2 separate regions of the Hordeum vulgare genome follow, and region 1 is linked to region 2. The links are chromatin contacts, called in public Hi-C maps. All regions are on one chromosome and are shown on one strand. The core of a region is the stretch at or near the end of the contact, and the rest is flanking DNA. Distances in the headings are between cores, read along the strand shown. Region 1 holds the start of LOC123408847 (F-box protein At-B). Region 2 holds the start of LOC123407781 (probable amino-acid acetyltransferase NAGS2, chloroplastic).

What was found. Hi-C and Micro-C count contacts between places; a contact is called where the count stands out from the background.
Region 1: a Hi-C map of leaf shows a contact between it and region 2, with 8 times the contacts expected there. The contact joins the promoter of LOC123408847 here to the promoter of LOC123407781 in region 2. A contact is called at or near these places in 4 of 6 Hi-C or Micro-C datasets (leaf and seedling) and 1 of 1 datasets of contacts at active chromatin or transcription factors (embryo).

Annotation. Positions count from the first base shown.
Region 1 is chr7H:163,560,820-163,568,094 of MorexV3_pseudomolecules_assembly, reverse strand. LOC123408847 (F-box protein At-B) reads right to left here and starts at 3,790. Exons shown (of 4, transcript XM_045101887.1): 1 at 3,551-3,790; 2 at 3,263-3,468; 3 at 1,978-2,077; 4 at 94-1,669. The coding sequence starts at 3,769. The coding sequence ends at 329.
Region 2 is chr7H:163,302,613-163,310,113 of MorexV3_pseudomolecules_assembly, reverse strand. LOC123407781 (probable amino-acid acetyltransferase NAGS2, chloroplastic) reads left to right here and starts at 2,334. Exons shown (of 10, transcript XM_045100998.1): 1 at 2,334-2,472; 2 at 3,566-3,653; 3 at 4,343-4,551; 4 at 5,170-5,321; 5 at 5,509-5,929; 6 at 6,447-6,544; 7 at 6,855-6,966; 8 at 7,070-7,229. The coding sequence starts at 4,405.

The sequences.
Region 1 (7,275 bases), core at 2,541-5,040, 260 kb before region 2:
ATTATTTGTCACAGAAATAAATGATGTATTTTAGTTACGCGTACATCCATTTCTACCCATTTATGCCACAATAGATTTGGGGCAAAGGAAGTATAAAATAGAATTTGAAAGCTGCATATCTAAACTCCTAGTACAAATCCACCCGTTCATTACAATACAACATGAGAAAACCAAAGTCAAGAATTACAACATGAGGAAAACAAACGGTCCAAAGAATTGTGTTGTTACATAATGGAACAGAGCATTACAACACCAACCAAAGAATTGTGTTGTTACATAATGGAACAGAGCATTACAACACCAACCGCAATGTCACGAAGAATGCATATTACAGGGTGCGAACGTCAGGATGGCACTGGTTCCTGCAACCCATCTCACAGTTACTGCCACATATCGTCAGCCCTGGCTTCCGCTCCAGGATCTCCGCTACAGTCGGACTGCCCCCACGACGTTCCAGCACGTTCTTCCCGACGCCGAGCCACCGCAGGCCTCGGAACAGCGGCAGGTCGACCAGGGGATCAAACAGCCTCAGGAAGTTGCGTGACAGCCTGGTGCAGTAGGAGAGATCCAGCATTCTAAGGGTGCTTTTGCCAGAGCCATGCCGGTCCAAACCTAGAGTCTCGAGGCATGGATCGGTGATGAGCACGCAGTTTCGGAGACACAGGCTGCTTATCCGCTCGCAGTTCTTGGCAATCAACGTGACAGCTCTGCCCGATATCCTTGGCACGTTCCCAACATCAAACGCGGCCAGAGTTTTGTTGATGGTGCCACTCCCCAACAGCAATGAGGCTATGCCGTTGTTGGTGATCCTTCTGCAACTCCTCAAGCATAAGGAAGATATTGGGCAGCTCCCGTTACCGAGTGCTGACAGACCTGCATCGGTAATATCAGCTCCCGCAAGGTCCAGTAGAGTTAGCTTGGAAAGCTGCGAGATGGAGGACAGGCCAGAGTCTGCAATGCTCCTGCAACCTGACAGATCAAGAACCTCCAAGTTGGTGCAGGATGACAGAGATATTGCTGTTTCGCTGGTCAAGAGACCGCAAGATAGCAACCTCACTTCTGTGATCTTTGTTGCTGCCTCATCAAGATCAAGGCACGTCAAATCTGACAAACATGAGGCGGTACTGACCTCAAATTTCCTCAGGTCCTTGCAAGAGTGGAGAAGGGCTGCATATCCAGCATCTCTCACTTTAGAGAACCCACCAAGCCTAATGGTTTGGAGTTGCTTGCATCCTTCCGCAAGCATCAGCAGCCCAAAGTCGTTTACCCTTCTGAAGGTGGAGGAGCAACCCTGCTTACCGCGTGTAAGAGATAAATGTGTCAAGTTCTGGCATAAACCAAGTGCTTGCAGCCCAATATTGGTCAGATCATTGTCCAGATCTGCTTCACTTCCAGGGTTGTCTTCTAGGCAGAGCTCAAGTAAGTTTGAGAGACTTCCAGTGATGAAGGTAACAAGTTCATCCGTTATTATGTCCAGAACTAAAGACAGTGATTCTAGACTGTCACTGAAGGGTGTCTTCAGAGATGAGCTTATAGGAAAGAGTTTCTTTGCCTGCCAATTGGCTATAGGCATTAGCAATAGTACCTTGATGGTACTAGGCATAACAGGCACCAAAGAATCGAAATCAACAGAGCCTGGAGCTAGCAGAGGGAATTTCAGGGAAAGATTCTGCATGCATAAATTTGGAAAGACAGATTAGGTATATACACACAGCAACCAAATTAACTTATTCCAACAGTAATTACTCAAAATTCACGGCTAATATTACTTAACCTTATATATATATATATATATATATATATATATATATATATATATATATATATATATATATGCTTTAGTACTCAAAGACTGCTTTTCTTTTTTTACTTAAACTGTACTCAAAAGATGCTAATCTAAAAACTATTCAAAGATGCAATTTCCATCTTTCTAAGTTCAGAAGGGTATCATGTTCATATGTGACAAAGACACCTCACCTCCAAATAATCACATCCTTTGAACATGTGTGCTATGGACTTACGGCAGATCACAAAATGTTCACTGCCGCTCAAGTTTGCCATCTCCAGTGTAATTGATCTGAATAAATACAATATGCTCAGACTTCTCAGGATTTGGTCCAAGATGAAAACAAAACATTTTTTAGAGAACGGAAACTTAACCAATCACTATGCCAGGTACAAATCAAATTTCCCTAATGCCCATCCCACCTGGGCAACAATAAACCTTACAATGCAATAATATTAGGCAACAGTTCACAGCGCCTAATCCAATTTCTCAAGAAATATACTGTTATGAAATTAGCTTCCATGGCTTAGTGCCAATAATAACTTCCACAACTAATACCATGGCCGCTTGGCTCCACTAGTCACAGTACCAGGTCAAGAAGCATAGATATATGTAGGCTGAGATATCAGTTTTGGGACTCTACCAATATAAACATAATATTTCATTTTGTAAATATCATTTTCGCACATATCATCCGATTTGGACTGAAATATTGACCAATATGAGCGATATGTCCACTGATATAGACTGGTATGTCGATGAATACAATTGTTTAGCGAAAAGCAGTGGAAAAATATTATATACTGATAACTTCATTGTATTATGAAAGTCATGTATAATGTTTTGTAGAAACACATACATAACGTATTGTCTTTAATCTTAGAGTGAAAACTTTGTGAATCTGTCTTAAATAGTTTTTTAATTAACAAGTTAATAAACTAGGAATCTAAATTTATTATGCTAGACGACAAGAATAATGAAAACAAGAATAATGTAAATTTTGTTTTCACTAAAAAGATGTTTTTGAACAAGAATAATGAAAACAATCCAGATATATTTTCTCTGATATATCTACATATCGTCTGATATATAACCCGATATCCGACATCCAATATGTTGAACCCAATATACGACATGTTGAACCCGGCGATTGTTGACGAGGTTCAACCAAAACCTACATCCCCTGGGATCTCTTCTGTTCAGTGGGCACTCTTCCCTGGTACTATTTGATATCCTGACAAACTCGACACGCACGAGAGACTCTGGTCAGACCCCCTGAAATGGCAAGTCAGACCGCTCTCTGCGTGCTGAGTCCACCTCTCTCTCGGTTAGACACAGCATTGTCCATATAATTGAGGCCCTGCCTACTTCGTGTTCGACTCAAACATGACTTTTAGGCTTTAGCCCTGTATCAGCTATTACCACCACAAGTCCAACTGTAATGTAAGCAAACAAGCAATTGCTGAAGAACCATACCTCAAATTGGTGCACCTCTCACCAATCACCACAAAGAGGTACGGGGAGAACGAGGAGCACTTGAGCAGCGAGAGCTCGCGGAGGCTCTCCTTCGCAATAGCAGCGACTGCAGAGTCATTGAGTAGGCTGCAATTGACGGTGAGGTTGCGGAGCTTGCCATTACCGGCAAGAATCCTATTCGCGATAGTATTCGTCGGCGTAAACGCCTGCAACATCGACCAAACCCCAGGTTGAAGGGAGACCATATCTGGCGAGAGGCGGGGAGCGTGAGAGAGGGAGGAAGCTCACCGAGAGGTCTAGGGATTCTACGGAGGATAAGGCGGCACCGGCGGCGCCTCGGAGGGCGCGGCAGGATGCTGCGGCGGAGCAGGCAGCCTCTAGCCCCACCCGGCCAACGACCTCCACCAGGAGCGCTTCGGGGAGGATGTCGACCAGGCCTCCTCCGACGCTGCCGGAGGCCTCGCCACCGCCCTGGCCGTCGCCGGCGCCGCGAGGCTTCTTCTCCATAGCTCCTTCCCTGTTGCTTTCAGACCTAGAGTCAGATGCGCGGAGACCGTCCCCGGATATACCACCACGTCTCGCGGGCCCTCCGCGTGGGTATGACATCTGGGCCCGGAGTGAGAACACGCCACCGTCCTTCGTTTAAAACTTTTATTAATCGGTACTGTTCTAGATGAGGAAATAAACCAATAAACCGGACCTGCTCAACTCAAACGGATAGTGTTTTTGTTTTTTTTTTTGTTTGGATTGTTAGCCGATCTAGTCGTATTTTTTTTTAAATGGATCGATACATGCATCCAACGAAAAATAAGTGAATAACAATACTGTGATATTAAAATAATAGAAGAAAGACGGGTGGGGATCGGTCAGCGAATTAAATAAGCAGACACAACCACATGCGTACACCAAAAGGACGCGCGTGCATCCGCTTCGCGTCCGCGCCGACACATTTCACTTCCAAATTTAAACCGGAAATGGATTGTCACGAACGCGAAGCGGACGCATTTTGACAATGAATCCACGTGTTGGATGTTCACTTTTGTCGGCGTGGACCCAAACGGACGGCTGCAGACGAAATGAGTGGTCCTATTGAAGTTGCTCTAAAGGTTAGCGCTAGTATCTGAGTTTTCAAAACATTCCATGTGTGGTGGCTGCTCAATGAGTTGCAAAATGCATGATGTTATGGACATCCACATGTTTTTGTTAGCATGCCAATAAATGTGTGTGTGCATGCGTGTGTCCATGCAAAATAAAACGGACAATGTCTCATCGATCTAAGCTATGGTCCATCCGATTGATTGTTGTAGATCTTTACATAAACTTGACTCTGCTTCGATTTTTTGTCGCGCGTGGTCGGGTTTCCGTTCGTGTCCGGTTGTCAGTCCATTCAAATCAAGCATGCTTTTTTTAGGCATATTTGTTGTTCGGCCTTCGCTTTGTTGTTTGCTAGTCGTTTTCATTTTTTTGGCGTGTCATTTGTAGAAACGGAAGAGAAACGGGTGCTTCGTTTCCTATCTCTCTTATCATTTTTATTTTACGCCCGCCTTTCTCCGTTCCTCCTCTTCCCATTCTTCTTTTGTCTTCCATTAGTGTTGTCCCGTGTAGGACAAAATCGACTGAGGACTTATTTGCTCTCGCGGAGTGAAGAGATGCCCCACAATGGCAATGAAGTGAGCTTTTGCCCCCCTCTTCTATCTTTTTATGGGTTCCTGGTTTGAAGTGTAACCTTAGCATTTCAAAAAGCACCCCTCTTCCCGCTATCGTTTTTTATTAGGCTTCTTTACATCCTCTATCTTCCTGTTTGTTTTTCGTTAGACCAAATCCATCGGTCGTTTAGATTGGTTTGTGTTCTTGGGAGGGGTGGTAGTATGGGGGTGGTATAGTGTTTATTGAAAAATTAACAGGCCCGCAATAGATGCATGGTTAGGACCATTTGGGAAATCTTTATTAAGAGGTTTCATTTCAAATCACTAGAAACCCTCTGTCTCCTTTTTTATCCGTAGAACCCTTTAATATTAAGTTGATTTTTTTAAGTTTTCTTAAGTTGACGATGGTAGAATATAACAGAACATGTTTAAAGTTAACTATAGTGTTGGAAATATGCCCTATAGACAATAATAAATTAGTTAAGCTATTCATAATGGGGAGTATCATATACTAGCATTATGCATATGATACTAGTGCATGATATTACCTTCATTGTGCATACTATCATAGAGTAGGATCATATATGGTGTTATTTATTACCATGCATGACTCAAAGTAGCATAGCATTTAACATGATACAGTATCTACCTATGTTACTCTAACTCTCTCTCTTCTTTAATTCTCTGTCACATCAGCGTGTTTGCTATTAGATACCACCACTATGGCCAGCCTTATTATCATATTTCCTTGTTCATGATAAGTGTTTATCGTTCATGCTAGAATTTCATTATCCGGAAACTTAAATACATGTGTGGATACATAAACAACACAGTGTCCTTAGTGAGCCTCTACTAGACTAGCTCGTTGATCAAAGATGGTTAAGGTTTCGTAACCATATATGTGAGTTGTCATTTGATAACGGGATCACATTATTATGAGAATAATGTGATGGAAAAGACCCAACTGTAAGCTTAGCATATTATCGTGTCTCTAAAGTTTAATTGCTAGAGCTTTCTTCATGTCAAGTATATGTTCCTTAGACCATGAGATCTTGAAACTTCCTGACACCAAAAGAATGCTTAGTGTGTACCCAAACGTCACTTCATAATTGACTGATCATAAAGATGCTCTACATGTATCCTCGAAGGTGTTATGTTGGGTTTGCATGGATAGAGATTGGGACTTGTCACTCCGTGTGACGGGGAGATATCTCTAGGCCCTCTCAGTAATACAACATCATTAAGAGCTTGCAAGCAATGTGACTAATGAGTTTAGTCACGGGATCTTGTATTACGGAACGAGTAAAGAGACTTGCCGGTAACGAGATTGAACTAAGTATGGAGATATCGATGATTGAATCTCGGGCAAGTAATATATCGCTGCACAAAGGTTGTTGCATACGAGCTTAACCGGATCCTCGACATCGTGGTTCAACCAATAAAGATCTTTGTGGAATATGTAGGAACCAATATGGGCATCCAGGTCCCGCTATTGGTTATTGACCGAAGAGGAATCTCGGGCATGTCTACATGATTCTCGAACCCATAGGTTCGCACGCTTAAAGTTCCATGACACTAGAGTATTATTGGGATATGTACATTGGTGACCAATTGTTGTTCGAAGTCACAGATAAGTCCCACATGCTAGTCTAGAGTATTATTAGAATTTTTTGGAGGTAAAGATTTATATGTGGGAAGTTCAAATTTTTCTACTGGAATAGTTTTGGGATTTTCCAGTATAGTACCGGGAGTGTCGAAAGGGTTTCGGGGGTCTAAGGGGAGGGGGGTCCACACACCCCCTGGGGCTACATGGACTGTAGGGGGGCATGGCCTAGTTGGGTCGAGGGCACCGGCCCCTAGGAGGCCCATGCGATTGGCCCAAGGGGAAACCCTAGGGGTGGAGGCGCCTCCCCTTACTTGGGAGGCAAGCCTCCCTTAGGGCGTTGCCCCCTCCCTTGGAGGAGGAACCAAGGGTTGCCCTCCCCCTCCCTCCCCCTATATAAAGGGTGAAGGATCACGGGGGACACACCAATTCCCTCTACCTTGGGGAAGCCATGTCTCCCATCTTTCTCGTTTTCTTCCTTGTTTTTCATCGCGACAGTGCTTGGTGAAGCCCTGCCGGTGTTGCACCACCACTCCCACCACGCCATCGTGCTAATTGTGATACCATCTACTTCTCCACCCTCGTTTGTTGGATCAAGGAGGAGGAGATGTCATCGAGCTACACATGTGCTGAACTTGGAGGTGTCATCCATTCGGCGCTAGATCTTATTGGATCGCGAAGAGTATGACTACATCAACCACATCATATACGCTTTCGCTTAACGGTCTACAAGGGTACATAGACACACTCTCCCCTCCCGTTGC
Region 2 (7,501 bases), core at 1,085-3,584:
GCATGTATCATTGTAAATTTAAGTAATTCACCGTGTAAATTTTAGTTTATAGTTCATGACAAATTTGAGCCATTTAACATTCATTTTCAAAGTAATTGATGACATATTTCTTTTTCACTTATGAACCATATCAAAATTATTTGATGGATCATGACAAATTTTAGTAATTCATCCTGAGAAGTTTAGTTTTTAATTCCTTTTTTATAACATGTCAAAATTTACTTTAAACATAAAAGAAAAAGTAATAGTCGAAATATATCATGTCAACTTCATTATAGTCATGATGACAATTTATGTGCAATATATATGATAAATTTTAAACAAAAGAAGTAGTCGAAACATATTGATATGAGATATAGTTTTGAAAAACTCGTCCCAACGAATTTAATGGTTAAAACAGGTTTTCAATCAAATTTTTTATTTAAAAGATAAAAAATTCAATTGAATTTTTTATTTAAAAGACAAAACATTTTAATAATTGAATAGACGAAAAATTTCTGTTGACATCATCAGTTTCATTACTTATACATGCATGTGACTATATGACCCAATTTATGATCATGAAATGTGTGATGGCATCTTGCTTTTATCAGATGGTTAGAGCAACTTCAATGGGGCGATCTACTTCGTCCGGCCCCGTCCGTTTGGGTCGGCGCGGACACAAAAGACGACCCAACACGCCGATCCAAACGGACGCGCGTCCGGTTTTCGTCCGCGGGCGACCCATTCTTGGTTCGTTTTTGACCCGGATTTGGGTCGGCGCAGACATGCGACGGGCGCGCGCATGCTTGCCTTCTCCTCCCCGGGGTCCGCTGGTCGGTGGCACATTGGCCTCCCCCCATCCAACCCTCGCCCGCCTCCTTCGTCGTCGTCGCCGCCTATTTTTGCCAGCGACTATGCCAGCTGCCGGCGCCTCCACATCCGCCCAGCAACGCCGCCCACTCCCACATCGCCCGCTGCCGGGGAGCCGACTGCTTCCCCCCCCACCACCACACAGCCCGCCCCCGACCAAGAAGCCGTCTCGCCGCCCGGCCAGATCCTCACTGGCACGCTCGTCGGACGCCGACCCACTCGTCGAATTCCGGCAGGGCAGCTAGCTGGTCCGTGCGCGCCGCGACTCCCTTCGCCGGCCATCTCCTTCGTCGACTCCCGCAAGCCGTTCGACAGTTTGCCAAGGTACAAAATGAACTCCGCCGACGAGTTCTTTTTTCATAATTTCCTTTGCAAAACCATGTGAGACATTTTTATTTTTATTCGGCTTGTAATAGCTATGCTATTTTATTCGGTCCAAATTATGCTATTTGATTCAAACTATGATAATTCATGCAAAACAAGGTGACCAGCTGGACATATATGGGTCGACGCGTTGGGCGCGCTGTCGACCCATATCTAAAACAGGATGGACGCCGGACGGACGGCCGATCCAAACGAAAAAAACGGATGAAATCACGGTTCCTTTGGTCATCCTATTGAAGTTGCTTTTATTGGCTCTTTTAACATTGATTCACAACTAAGAAAAGAGTAAAAATACATCGTGACTTCAGCCACGAGGGCCGGGGGTAAAAAACCGTGCACGCAAATGTAAAAGAAAGACAATTTGTCACGGTGACATGACCCGACCGAGCGCAAGTGTCGACAAAATCGTATTCGTGTCCGGAGGATAATAAGTACTCCTAATAGTGTGCTCCTTCGGCCTGACCCTTGCACGTGCGCAGAAGCCGCGCGTCTCCCACCTCACCTCACCTCACCTCACCTACCGCGCGCATGGGCACTGGCTGACGCCGCCCCTCCAAGACCCACACCCACCTCCACCAGACGCGAACGCCAAGGCCGCCGGCGCGGACCGTCGGATCACAGTCACCACCGCAAGAAACAAAAACGCCAGTCAACACGACCTCGCCCTCGCCCTCGCCCTTGCGTATATATCCCACTTCTTCTTCGAACCAAAACCCAAACCCAGACCCAAACCCCGTCTCCGCGCGCCACATCGCTCGCCGATCGCCGCTTCCAACTCTCCCTGCCTCTCTCTCTCCCTCTACATTTCGTCTCGCCGCGTACGGCCTGAGCGCCACGCCACGCCACGCCACGCCAAGCTAGCCCATCATGTACCACCCCCCGCTGAATCTCGCCTGCCAACCTCCGATGGCGGCGGCAGCTTCCCTCACACGCGCCGCCGCGCGCTCCCAGGCGCCGGCGGGATCGACGCGGCCCAGGAGGGTCCCGATGCCGACGCGCGCCACCGAGCCGCGGCAACGGCGTGCCACGGGCGCGCGCTGCGGCGGAGGGGCGGGGCTGTTCGGCGGCGACGGGGCCTTGGGGGGCGGGGAGGCGGCGGAGGCGGACGAAGGGGGCAGGTTCGTCGGGTGGTTCCGGGAGGCCTGGCCGTACATCCGGGGCCACCGGGGGAGCACCTTCGTCGTCGTCATCTCCGGGGAGGTCGTCGCCGGGCCCCATCTCGACGGCATTCTGCAGGTACCCGTCGCTCTCTCTCTCTCTCTCCCCCCGGATGGTCCCCCGTCTGCTTTCGCGGAAATGGATGATTCGCATTTCGGTGGTGTGGGCTGACCGGTGACAGCGATTCCGCATGCCTGTTCGCTGTTTCGATTGCTTGGTTTTCGGTTTTGCCTCTGATGCCGTTTTGACGGGATCGTTTAACAAGAGACGGCTTCTCGCCCGATTTGTTCCGAATTCTCAACACGCGAGTTGGGAAGCCTTATTATCAAGAGGCTAGCTGACAAGATTTCGTGCTATGTCATTGTTCGAGCTGGACGGCACAGTTGCTTTGTTATAATTGTGCTGCCAAGTTGAGAGCAAAGTCAAGAGAGAAACACGGCTCTTTACAATATGAGTGGTGGTTAAGCTAGTTTGATCCAAGTTCAAACCAGCCCTGCATCGTTCACTGATATGTTGGATTAGATAATAGAATAAATCAACAGCTGCACGTGTATTTCGTGTTAGTTTCACTGTGCCTGACAGTCCTTGTCATCGAAACAGTTCTGTTGGATATTGTTGCTTACAATATCTTGGAAGGGGCGGACCCAGAGAGAAAATGACCTGGTACCCCGGTGTAAAACCACACATGTTCCATCTAATGATTAAGTGTCACACACTATACTGTACATTTAAATTACCAAGAGAAAAATCTTGCACCCGGGTAGCTGAGCCTGGGTTTGGATGGGTTGACCTGCTCCTCTTTCTAAAACAAGATTTATAAATAATAAAGATTTTCTGAGGTGTTAGCTTTCATGACGTTACCATGATGGCTAGAGTTTACCATTTGTTCCATATACACTCCTATATGGCTTAGTCAGTGTTCATTGGCTGAAATGACAGTTCACTAAAGGCATAGTTCTGTGTTAATGCAAAGAGTGTAGTTTTGCTGATTTTTGTTTTTTGTTAAAATGTACTCCCTCCGTACCAAAATAAGTGTCTCAACTTTGTACTAGCTATAGTACAAAATTGTACTAAGCTGGAGACACTTATTTTGGGAAAGAGGGGGTATTTTTTATATACTTTCGACAACTTATGTGTAGTTCCATGAAATTAATATTACTTCAACATGTAGGATATATCGCTTCTACATGGCCTTGGGATCAAATTTGTTCTTGTTCCTGGAACACATGTTCAGATCGATAAGCTCTTGGCTGATAGAGGTTAGCTGAAGATTTGCACTTTTTACCCTTTTATATACTGTAAAATGCTTTGAGTAGATACTTGTTTTTTGTATAATGAGCGCCCACTCAATTGGAATTGACTGTGTTTGCTTACAGTTGGAACAAAACAAAAAGGATTGTTCAGAATAAACTACTTCCACCCCACAAAACTCACAAGTTCATTGATATATTTTACCCTATTTGTTTTTCTTCTCTATATGCTGTATTTGATATTGGGTGGCATATAAGGAAAGTAGGGAGTGTTTTTTGGGATAAGCAGGGCTGGGTGAGCTCTGGATAAAGATTACGTAGAGACGAACACCCTAATTTTTGTTTTGCATATATATAGCATATCCAGAAATATGTATCCAGTCAATTTAATAGCACAAGTATCGAGGTGCGTTCCGGTCATAGTTTGTCTCATCTCATTTATGGTTTTTTCCATTTTTCGCTTCAGCACACACTTTTGGAAATGGAGATTAAGTATTGAAGTCATTTATTGGTTCTTAATAGTGTTCATGATTGGTGAAGTACTGCAAGCAAAAGCTTGTGACGTAACCAGTGCTGCACTTTGTATTGATACCGTGGTTGATGATCTGTCTTTGCATATATCTTTTCTTTAACTAGTATTGGTGATTGTACTACGTGTGTGCATGGTGGTGAAGGAGCTCACTTTATGAATTTCTCAGGAAAGAAGGCCAATTATGGTGGTCGTTACCGTATTACAGATTCTGATTCATTAGATGCTGCGATGGAGGCAGCTGGCAGAATACGCCTTACCATAGAAGCAAAGCTATCTCCTGGTCCCCCAATGTTAGATCTTCGTCGACATGGTGTTAATGGTCGCTGGCACGAAATCTCTGACAATGTTGCAAGCGGGAACTTCCTAGGTGCTAAGGTTAGCTTGGCATACTATACTGGTTTTCGGTACCATATCATCCGTTTCATCTATTTCTAGATGCAAAAAGCATTACTAAGAGTAGTGAAAGGCAGATATAGGGGACCCATCTGACGCTTGAAAGATTAACCCTGAAAGTTGGAGGTGTATTCTTAACTTGTTTTTGGCAAAGTGGCCACTGCAAAGTGTAGAGGCCAGTTAGCGAAGTGGCGTTAAGCACCCCTAGTGGTACACGAGGGGCTGTCAACTTATTCTCAGATAAGTATGACTGTCCAATGATAGATGCAGTTGAAAGGGACAATATGCCAATGCACACATCGACTATACATCAGATCAGACATAACTTAATAACTAACAGAACCGCCAAGTCACACATCGGACGGTACATAAGATCAGACATAAAATAACTAACTGAACCCATTGGGAGGTATTAATATTATGTACTCATATGAGTGTCAAGTTTTGGAATTTGGAACTACTTAGGTAAAGCTGAAATTAAGATTATGAACCTCTATGTGGCATCTTTCTTTTGCTTGTCTTGAGATAATGATGTTTTGAGTGGGTTTGTATACTTGTTCTGAAATAGTGAACTGAAATACCTCTCTCTTCTTGTGGCAGAGACGAGGAGTTGTTGGTGGCATTGACTATGGATTCACTGGTGAAGTTAAGAAAATAGACGTTTCGCGGATAAAAGAAAGACTTGATAGGGATAGCATAGTTGTCGTGAGCAATATGGGATACTCCAGTGCAGGAGAGGTGTTAAATTGCAAGTATGATGTCTACCCCATTCACTTTGTAGTTTTCTTCTTATTGTGCAGTAACACTTCTAAAAATCACTATCAAACAGTTCACATACCTTCACGTAAGGATTTTTTTTATAAAATACAAGATGAGACAGATGCAACATTCTTATCTTCAACAACATCTGATATTAATGTTACTTTTACTGACTTTCAGCACATACGAAGTTGCGACGGCATGTGCTTTGGCTATCGAGGCGGACAAGCTTATCTGTGTTGTCGATGGCCAAATATATGATGAGCATGGCCGAGTCAATCGTTTCATGTCTATCGAGGAAGCAGATATGCTGATCAGAACACGCGCTAAGCAGAGTGAAACTGCTGCAAATTATGTAAAGGTTGTAGGGGAGGAGGACAATAGTTATGCCCACAATTTTCCTATCAAAGAGGAGAAAGAACAAGTATGGGTTGGAAGAGATTTCGTTAGTGATTACACTGCATCCTTTCGGAATGGTGTGGGTTTCAATAATGGAAATGGTCTGTCTGGTGAGCAAGGATTTGCTATTGGTGGGGCAGAGCGATTGAGCAGGTCAAATGGCTACCTTTCAGAGTTGGCTGCAGCAGCATACGTATGCCATGTAAGTTTTCGCTTCTTTCTTGAGTTGGATTTAGGAGGTATATAACCCTGAGCTCTGAAGTTGCTACTTCTGGACTAGATTACATGGTTTCTAGGGTTCCAACATTGTTAACACCAAACTTGAATATTATAGGATACTCGTATCTTTCAAACTGCTTTTAGTGTATGAATACATGTTAGTACACCAGATGCAATTTTTGTACATTCATCAGTGTGCACCATGATGTCCTATACACATTCCTCACCAAAAAATGTCCTATACATATCATGATGTTAGACAACTATCATGCTCAGACCACATTTTTTTTTACTGAATATATCTTGTTTATTGACCCGAGTGGCACTTCTATATGCCATGTTTCTCCGGGAATCATATCTACTATGGTCCTTGGAATATTCTGTTTTCACGGGGCAAAAGTATATGATGTACACCAGTTCATGTATTTTTTGTAATATTGATGCATTGCTGTTGTTGTTCCTTTTTTCCTGATTAGGATATTCTCATTTTTACATATCAGGGTGGTGTCCAAAGAGTTCATATCATAGATGGCACTGTTGGGGGGTCATTGTTACTAGAATTATTCACAAGAGATGGTGCAGGAACACTAATAGCAAGGTATATTGAAACTCTTGCTCTTTCCTAGCTGTCACGAAACATTAGTCTTGATGTGTAAGCCCACAATTGCGTACTTGCAATGCACCTATATGTCTGTTGAGCTATTTGTTGATCTATATAAGTTGTTCTGCGAATTGCTCAAAAATCATGCATGCTATCAATGCACAGCAGATAATATGCGCCGCTATTGAGAATGCCTATGATCTGGATTAGGACACATTTACTGCACACACACACACACACACACACACACACACACACACATAGGAGCAAAGTGCAGGAAAATAATGTTTTTCCGCTCATTTAACAGAGATATGTATGAAGGAACAAGAACGGCTAGAGAGGAAGATTTTTCTGGTATTAGAAAAATCATTCGTCCCCTAGAAGAATCCGGTGTCCTAGTGCAGAGAACAGATAAAGAGGTACCTATTGTGTGAACTTTGAGAAGTGGAAATACCAATAGCCTCAGTTAACACATGCCTCTTTATGAAACTGAACAAAGCATTCTCTTTTATCTTTTAACAGCTTTTGGAAGCACTGAAGTCATTTATTGTCGTCGAAAGAGATGGTTCAGTCATTGCATGTGCTGCTCTCTTTCCCTTTTTTGAGGATAAATCTGGGGAAGTTGCTGCTATAGCTGTATCTGAAGAATGCCGAGGACAGGGTCAAGGAGACAAGTTACTTGGTAAGACTATTGCAAACTCACCTCGTTAGTCTTGTACGCAAACCTCTACTTTCAATTATTTGTCACAAAAAGTGCATGTTAAAGTTTAATTCTATCTTGCAAACATCTAATCTTGTGGTTGCTGAAACCATGCTGTGTCGTGCTTAACTTAATATCTGCTGTGAAAAATAAACCATGAAAGTAGCAAAATCGCATCAAACAGACACTAAAATAGAATAAAGCGGGTGGGATGAACGTGATTATAAGAATCCAACGTGATCCTAAACGCAGCC